Linked DNA regions of Mus musculus: region 2 is linked to region 1. The links are chromatin contacts, called in public HiChIP or PLAC-seq maps. All regions are on one chromosome and are shown on one strand. Each heading gives the region's core, a stretch centred on a gene start, on an enhancer-like site or on the middle of the called end of the contact. The rest is flanking DNA. Distances are from core to core; before and after follow the strand shown. Region 1 has its middle 22 kb from the start of Tob1. Region 2 overlaps Dlx4os (distal-less homeobox 4, opposite strand).

Evidence for each region. HiChIP or PLAC-seq counts read pairs in DNA pulled down with a chosen protein or histone mark.
Region 2: a contact with region 1 is called in an HNF4G HiChIP or PLAC-seq map of pancreatic cancer cells. The contact joins two enhancer-like sites. A contact is called at or near these places in 1 of 115 datasets of contacts at active chromatin or transcription factors (pancreatic cancer cells) and 1 of 9 other capture datasets (liver).

Annotation. Positions count from the first base shown.
Region 1 is chr11:94,188,256-94,191,246 of GRCm38.p6, reverse strand. No RefSeq gene overlaps it. Among named protein-coding and RNA genes, the nearest start is that of Tob1, 22 kb to the left of the region's middle. Within about 2 kb of position 1,531, at least 54 of the 459 cell types and tissues checked have an H3K27ac peak or open chromatin away from gene starts, as enhancers often do. A contact at or near this core is called in pancreatic cancer cells, where this site is marked.
Region 2 is chr11:95,152,327-95,155,317 of GRCm38.p6, reverse strand. All of the region lies in intron 1 of Dlx4os (distal-less homeobox 4, opposite strand), which reads right to left. Among named protein-coding and RNA genes, the nearest start is that of Dlx4, 8.0 kb to the right of the region's middle. Within about 2 kb of position 1,422, at least 19 of the 459 cell types and tissues checked have an H3K27ac peak or open chromatin away from gene starts, as enhancers often do. A contact at or near this core is called in pancreatic cancer cells, where this site is marked.

The sequences.
Region 1 (2,991 bases), core at 282-2,781:
TACTTCTCTGTCTGTCTGTCTGTCTGTCTGTCTGTCTCTGTCTCTCTCGTCTGTCTCTGTCTCTCTTTCTCGCTCTCTCTCAGTTTTCAAGACAGAGTTTCTTTGGGTAGCCCTGACTGTCATTCTGTAGACCAGACTGGTCTTGAACTCACAGAGATCTGCCTGCTTCTGCATGCACCACTATCACCACCTGGGTACTTTTTTTTTTTTTTTTTTTTAAAGACAAGATCTTAATATCTCTTCCACACTATTCTGGAACTTAAAGGTATAGCCCAAGCTAGCCTTGAGCTTGCTATTCCCATACCCCAGTTGCCAAAGTGCTGGGGCTACAGGTGTGTTTACCATGCCTGGTTAAGGCAAACATTGAGTCAAACACTAACAACCGTGGAGCATGTCCCATGTGCCAGTGTTCCGTGCGCTACCCGTAGTAATTGAAAACATGAACTCCAAGGACCAGGAGGTACATACAGCCTTGCCTGGTGTCCCCAAGGAGCTGGCTCCAACCTAGTGCTGCTGCGAGCAAACAAACAAAACCAGAAAAGGATCCAGTGAGGCATGGGCTATACCCATCAGCCTCCCAGGTCCAAATCCAGGCTCTGTAGCTGTATGAGACTCCAGGCAAGCTCTTTAGCTCCCCACTTCACTGTTCTCTGGTCTGAGATTGAGCGGGGGCCAGAGGTGGGGGAGTGAGGGGGTGGGGAGTGGGAGGGGGCAGAGTGTTCATAATAACAGCACATGTCCCTTGCCTAGGTTTATTGCTAATGCTGGAGGTGATACAGATATGCAGTGGTCTTTGAACAGTACCCAGAGCGCACCCTAAGCTCTCAAAATGTCAGCCAGTCCCCAGAGGAGCAGCAGCTGATAGGTTGCCACTGATGAGCGTGAAGGACAGTCTCCAAGAGGTTGAAGGACCACTTGGTTTCACACAGCTTCTGCACTGTGGACCCAGAATGGAAATTCAAAGCCCCTGCTCCAGTCTGGCCATCTCGCCCGTTCCTTTGTTTGTCTGGCTTTGTTTTTCTGTTTCTGTTTCTGTTTTTGTTTTGAGGTAGTGTCTCATTATGTAGCCCTGGCTGTCCTGGAACTTGATTTTCAGACCAGGGTAACCTTGAACTTACCATCCTCCTACTTCATTCGGCCTTCTGAATAGCTGGAATCACAGGCTCACCTGTTTTCCTTATTTCATAAGTGATAGAACTGCAGTTGGATTGGGCACTAGGCCACTCCTATCCAGTCTCATTATTCCCTGCTGTGAGGAGTCCCTCTAGCAAGCAGTACTGTGGGTAGGAGCAGGCCCGGACGGCCTCAGTGACTGGCCACGTCCACTCTGGCCACAGAGCCCTGCAGGACTACAGAGACCTTCACCTCTACACAGTGCCTGCTTATGCAAACCCTGAATGTAAGAAGTGAAGGGAGAGTGTAGCATGCCTGGGAATGATTGATGAGGCTGGCTAGTGTTATCTTCCCTGTGGTACAGGCCCAAAGCTTTATCCGGAAGCAGTGCAGCCCGTGTGGTATCTCGGTGGCTTTGTCGTGGGCGCCAGGGCAGTGAAGGCTGATCAGGGGTAATACAATGCTGGTGACTCACTCCCGGGAGAAGGCTGGGATGGGTCATTAAGCTGTCTTGGAACTTATTTTAGTCTCACACCCCCAGGATGAACGCTCTCAATGTTTATCAGGCCTCTGTCAATAGGACACTGCTCTCCTTCCCCACACCTGGTTACATAGTATCTTTCAGCCATGATACTGAAAAGGCTTCTGAACTGGGCTGTATCCCTCTGCTGGATGCCTGGCTGGCATGTCATCGCCAGCTGTGATGAGAACCACATTGCACATGTATGGATCCTATGACATGAGCCACTTCCTCTCCACCGTCCTCAAAGATCAGAAGTCTCCTTGCTTCAGCTCCTCACCTTCAAATTTGATCTAGAAGTCTGAATTAACCCCTTAATTTCTGAGCTGGTTCTTCTGATTCCAATCTAAATTCCTAGGTGGATTCTTTTATTTAAAACTTCTTTTGTTTAGCTTTCTCTCTCTCTCTCTCTCTCTCTCTCTCTCTCTCTCTCTCTCTCTCTCTCTCTCTCTCTGTCAGGGTCTCTAGCTCAGGCTAGCCTCAATACGTACCTGACAATGATCTTGAATAGCTGTCTCTGCTTCCGGAGTTGTGGTTTACTGGCCTAAGCCTAGAGAGATAGTTACCACTGTGTAAGATTGGCTCATTATAGTAAAGTGGCCTCATGGAGCAGGCCTGGAAATCCTACTACACAGGAGGCTGAGGCAGGAGGATGGCAAGTTCAAGGCCCATCCGGGTTACAGAGTGAGTTCAAGACAGCCTGACCACTCTCTCAAAGTAAAAAAACACAAGAAAATAATTCGGTGTGGCTGGAGAGAACCCAGGTTCAATTCCCAGCATGCACTTGGTGGCTTACAACCATCTGTAACTCTAGTTTCAGGGGAATCCAATGTCCTTTTCTGACCTCCAAGGCACCAGCTATGCATACAGTTCACATATATACATGGAGTTAAACATTCATATGCATAAAATAAGCCAAGAGAAAGAAAGAAAGAAAGAAAAAAAGAAAGAAAGAAAGAAAGAAAGAAAGAAACCAAAACAATAAAACCACCTGAGAATATGGCACAGTGGCAGAGTGATTGCCTACGGTGTGAGAAGCCTGGGTTCCGTTCTCAGCTTTAAAAAACAAACAAACAAACAAACAAACAAACAAAGAAACAAGATGGTAAGTTCTGCCTGGCAGTGGTGGCGCTTGCCTTTAATCCCAGCACCTGAGAGGCAGAGGCAGGCAGATTTCTGAGTTCGAGGCCAGCCTGGTCTACAGAGTGAGTTCCAGGACAGCCAGGGCTACACAGAGAAACCCTCTCTCGAAAAAACAAACAAACAAACAAACAAACAAAAAACAACAAAACAAGACCAAAAAAAGTCCTGTCTTCCACGCCCCTCCACCCCCCATCATGTAATAACATAGAAATTAC
Region 2 (2,991 bases), core at 173-2,672, 960 kb before region 1:
AGGGACCTTTGTCAGAAACCCGTCTCTTAACGTGGCCCTGTAGCCTCAATGGGACCCCTGTCACTGGGATTCTGATGAAAGAGACAGAGGCATACTACCCCACTCCCCTCAAACACACACCCTCACTTTCATTTATTTCTTTAGTTCGTGTTCACAGGTCATTTAGCACATGTCAACCCTGTGCCAATGTCCCACAGTCACACCTTGCAGGACTCCATTCATGTCTTGATGGAGTAAACCCCACCAAGAGCACGTGACAGGAGGAAATAGGAGCAGTGCTAGGGAAAGCCCAGAGAGTGGCACAGTCCTGCAGGAGGGGACCCTAAGGGCAGCAAGAAGCTGATAGACTGGTCTCCCAGCACTTGAGAGACTGAGGCAGGAAGGCTATGAATCTGAGACCAGCCTGGGCTACATAGTGAAAACCTCTCTCGAAATAACCAGAGCTTAAGACCAGTGTGTGGCCTGCCATTCATGTGAAGGTCACCAACAGACAGAGGTAAGTAAAGAGAAGGAAAAGACAAAGTGTGCAAGCCAGGGTGTATGGGGGGGGGGGTGTCGAGGCCTGAGGAGTTCCGGTTCTTGGCCCACATGCCTTGTTTGTAAGGTGCTTCATTGTGCTGTATATTTCATTTTTTAAAACATTTATTTATTTTATGTATATATCTGCATGTATCTGTGTGCCAGAAGAGGGCATCAGAGCCCAGTACAGATGGTTGTGAGCCACCATGTGGCTGCTGGGAATTGAACTCAGGGCCTCTGGAAGTGCTCGTAACTGCTGAGCCATCTCTCCAGCCCCATGCAGTGTGTTTTAAATTCAGTAATTTCCCCCTCAATTGTAGCACACCCAAACACACACACAAACCACAGGTGCACACAGTGTGTGACTGACTCACTGAGTGGAATCTGTAGACTCTGTACTTAGTAGGTTCATAAAAAGAGCACACTCCCCGGTGTGCTGGCAGTATGATTCCCGTATTGGAGAAACAGGAGGGACTGAGGGTTCCAGGCTGGCCTAGGCTATGCTATGGGACCTTGTATCTGGAAACAGAGAGGGGATGAAGGGAGAGGAGAGAGAAAGCAAGCATGATGGGGCCGCAGTGGGAATGCATGGTTCAACTCAAAGGGTATGGCCCCTTTTCCAAGGCAAGAACTTACTTTCTGGGGTGCACAGGGAGCAAAAGAAATGAAGTTTTTTTTTTCCTCAGGTTCATTGGCAGAGTGTCTGCCTAACTTGCACAAGGCCCTGGGCTCCATCCCCCCACATAACACAAATAAATAAATAAATGAAAAAAAATTAAATATACAAAAGAAACACACCACTTCTTTTCCATGATTGTCTGGGAAAATTTGAGCCCCAGACTCCAGAATCTGCTCCCCCCTCCCTTCTCTCAGCCCAGCACAAACCACAGAGCGGAGCCAAGAACACTGAGTCAGAAGGGCCTGCCTGCTCTGGAAAGCCAGTTCTGTGAACACAAGTCAGGTTTTCCCTGACAAAGACGTTTCGACATGAGCCTCGGTGTCTCCATCTGTAAAATGGAGCTAGTAAACCAGGCAGTTCACAAGTTGTTACAAAGCCCCAGTGTGTGTCAAAGGTTTTTAGGAAATACTATGTACATTGCACACGTTTTAATGTTTATTTTATTTCTTTTTAAACTGTGGGGCACAAGTCCATGGAGGTCAGAGAACAACCGGAAGTATCTGGTTCTCTCCTTCTGCCTCACACAGGGCCTGAGCCATGTTGCCGGCCCACATTGCATACTTTTTAACCCAGACAGGCATCTGTCTCCTACCTCCAATCACCTGATTTTGGAGGAGGAACAATTCTAAGTACTCTGACTTAGAATGTCTCCCCAGCCCTGGCTTCCGGTGTTCCAGCCTGGAACCTCAGACCTGAGCTTCAGTGAGATTCCAGGAGCAAGTTTACCAAGTTAGAGGAAGCCAGGCAGGGGAGATGGCATTCCAGGCGGCATGTCAGCTCGTGAGTCAGGGCTGGGAAGGCCCGTTCTGGGTCCCTGGAGGTGGGGGAGGACTTGCCTCTCTGGCTCTGGGCCCAGGCCGGGTTGCTCATTTGCATATATCTGCATGTATGTAAGTTTCACCTGCTTACATTGGCAGGGCTGAGAGAGACACCTGTGCAGAAAGCACAGCAGGATCCAATTTTACAGGGCTGGCTACTTGATGGAGCATCAACCCAGAATCTTGGTCCTGCTCCATGACCTGATGAAAAGCCTTTGGACCTCTGAATGGAACACAGGCTCTTTCCCTGGGCTCCCCTGGTTGCCCAGGCCAGGAACCTCAGTCTTTCTCCTACTCTTCCCGGTCCCACTCACCAAGTCCACTTGGGGGTTGTCCTTTCTTCACCTTTCTCTTGGCTCTCTTCTTTTCCATTGCCTCTGCCACCACGCCCTTGGGGAGTCCCACTTCACTGCACATTTGACCCATTGCAAGTCTCTCTTCCTCAAATCTCTGCCGCCCTATGAGCCCTTCCCCAATCCACCGTGGTACCCAAGGCAACCCAGGGAAGCAGCCCCTCTACTCCCATCTGGGTCCAACCTTCCCATCACTCAAGGTCACAGCACACTGCCTCCTTGGCTTCCATGGCTCTTACCTTGCAGCCTAATGAACAAAGGCCCTGCATGTGCCTTTTCTGTTAATAAGAACAGGACTCCCTTACCTGGGATGTGTAGCACAGGAGTTCCAATTATTCATATTATTTATAATATTAATATAATATAATGACTATGATATAATAATTACTATAACTCATTATTAATCTTATTTCTTTTCTTACTGCCTTCATAGCAGACACTGCTCTCCAGCAGCCTCCTCCTCTTTCTCAGGCTTTTCTCTGCCCTTGCTGCATAGCATTTCTCCAGGGAAGAGAGTCAGTCCCCTGGCAGTGATGGTAGCCAGCGAGCTGGGGATCCCCATTGCTTTAAGAAAGGGTATTTGGCCCTTTTGTGCCTCAGTGTTCTCATTTGTAAAAGAGAG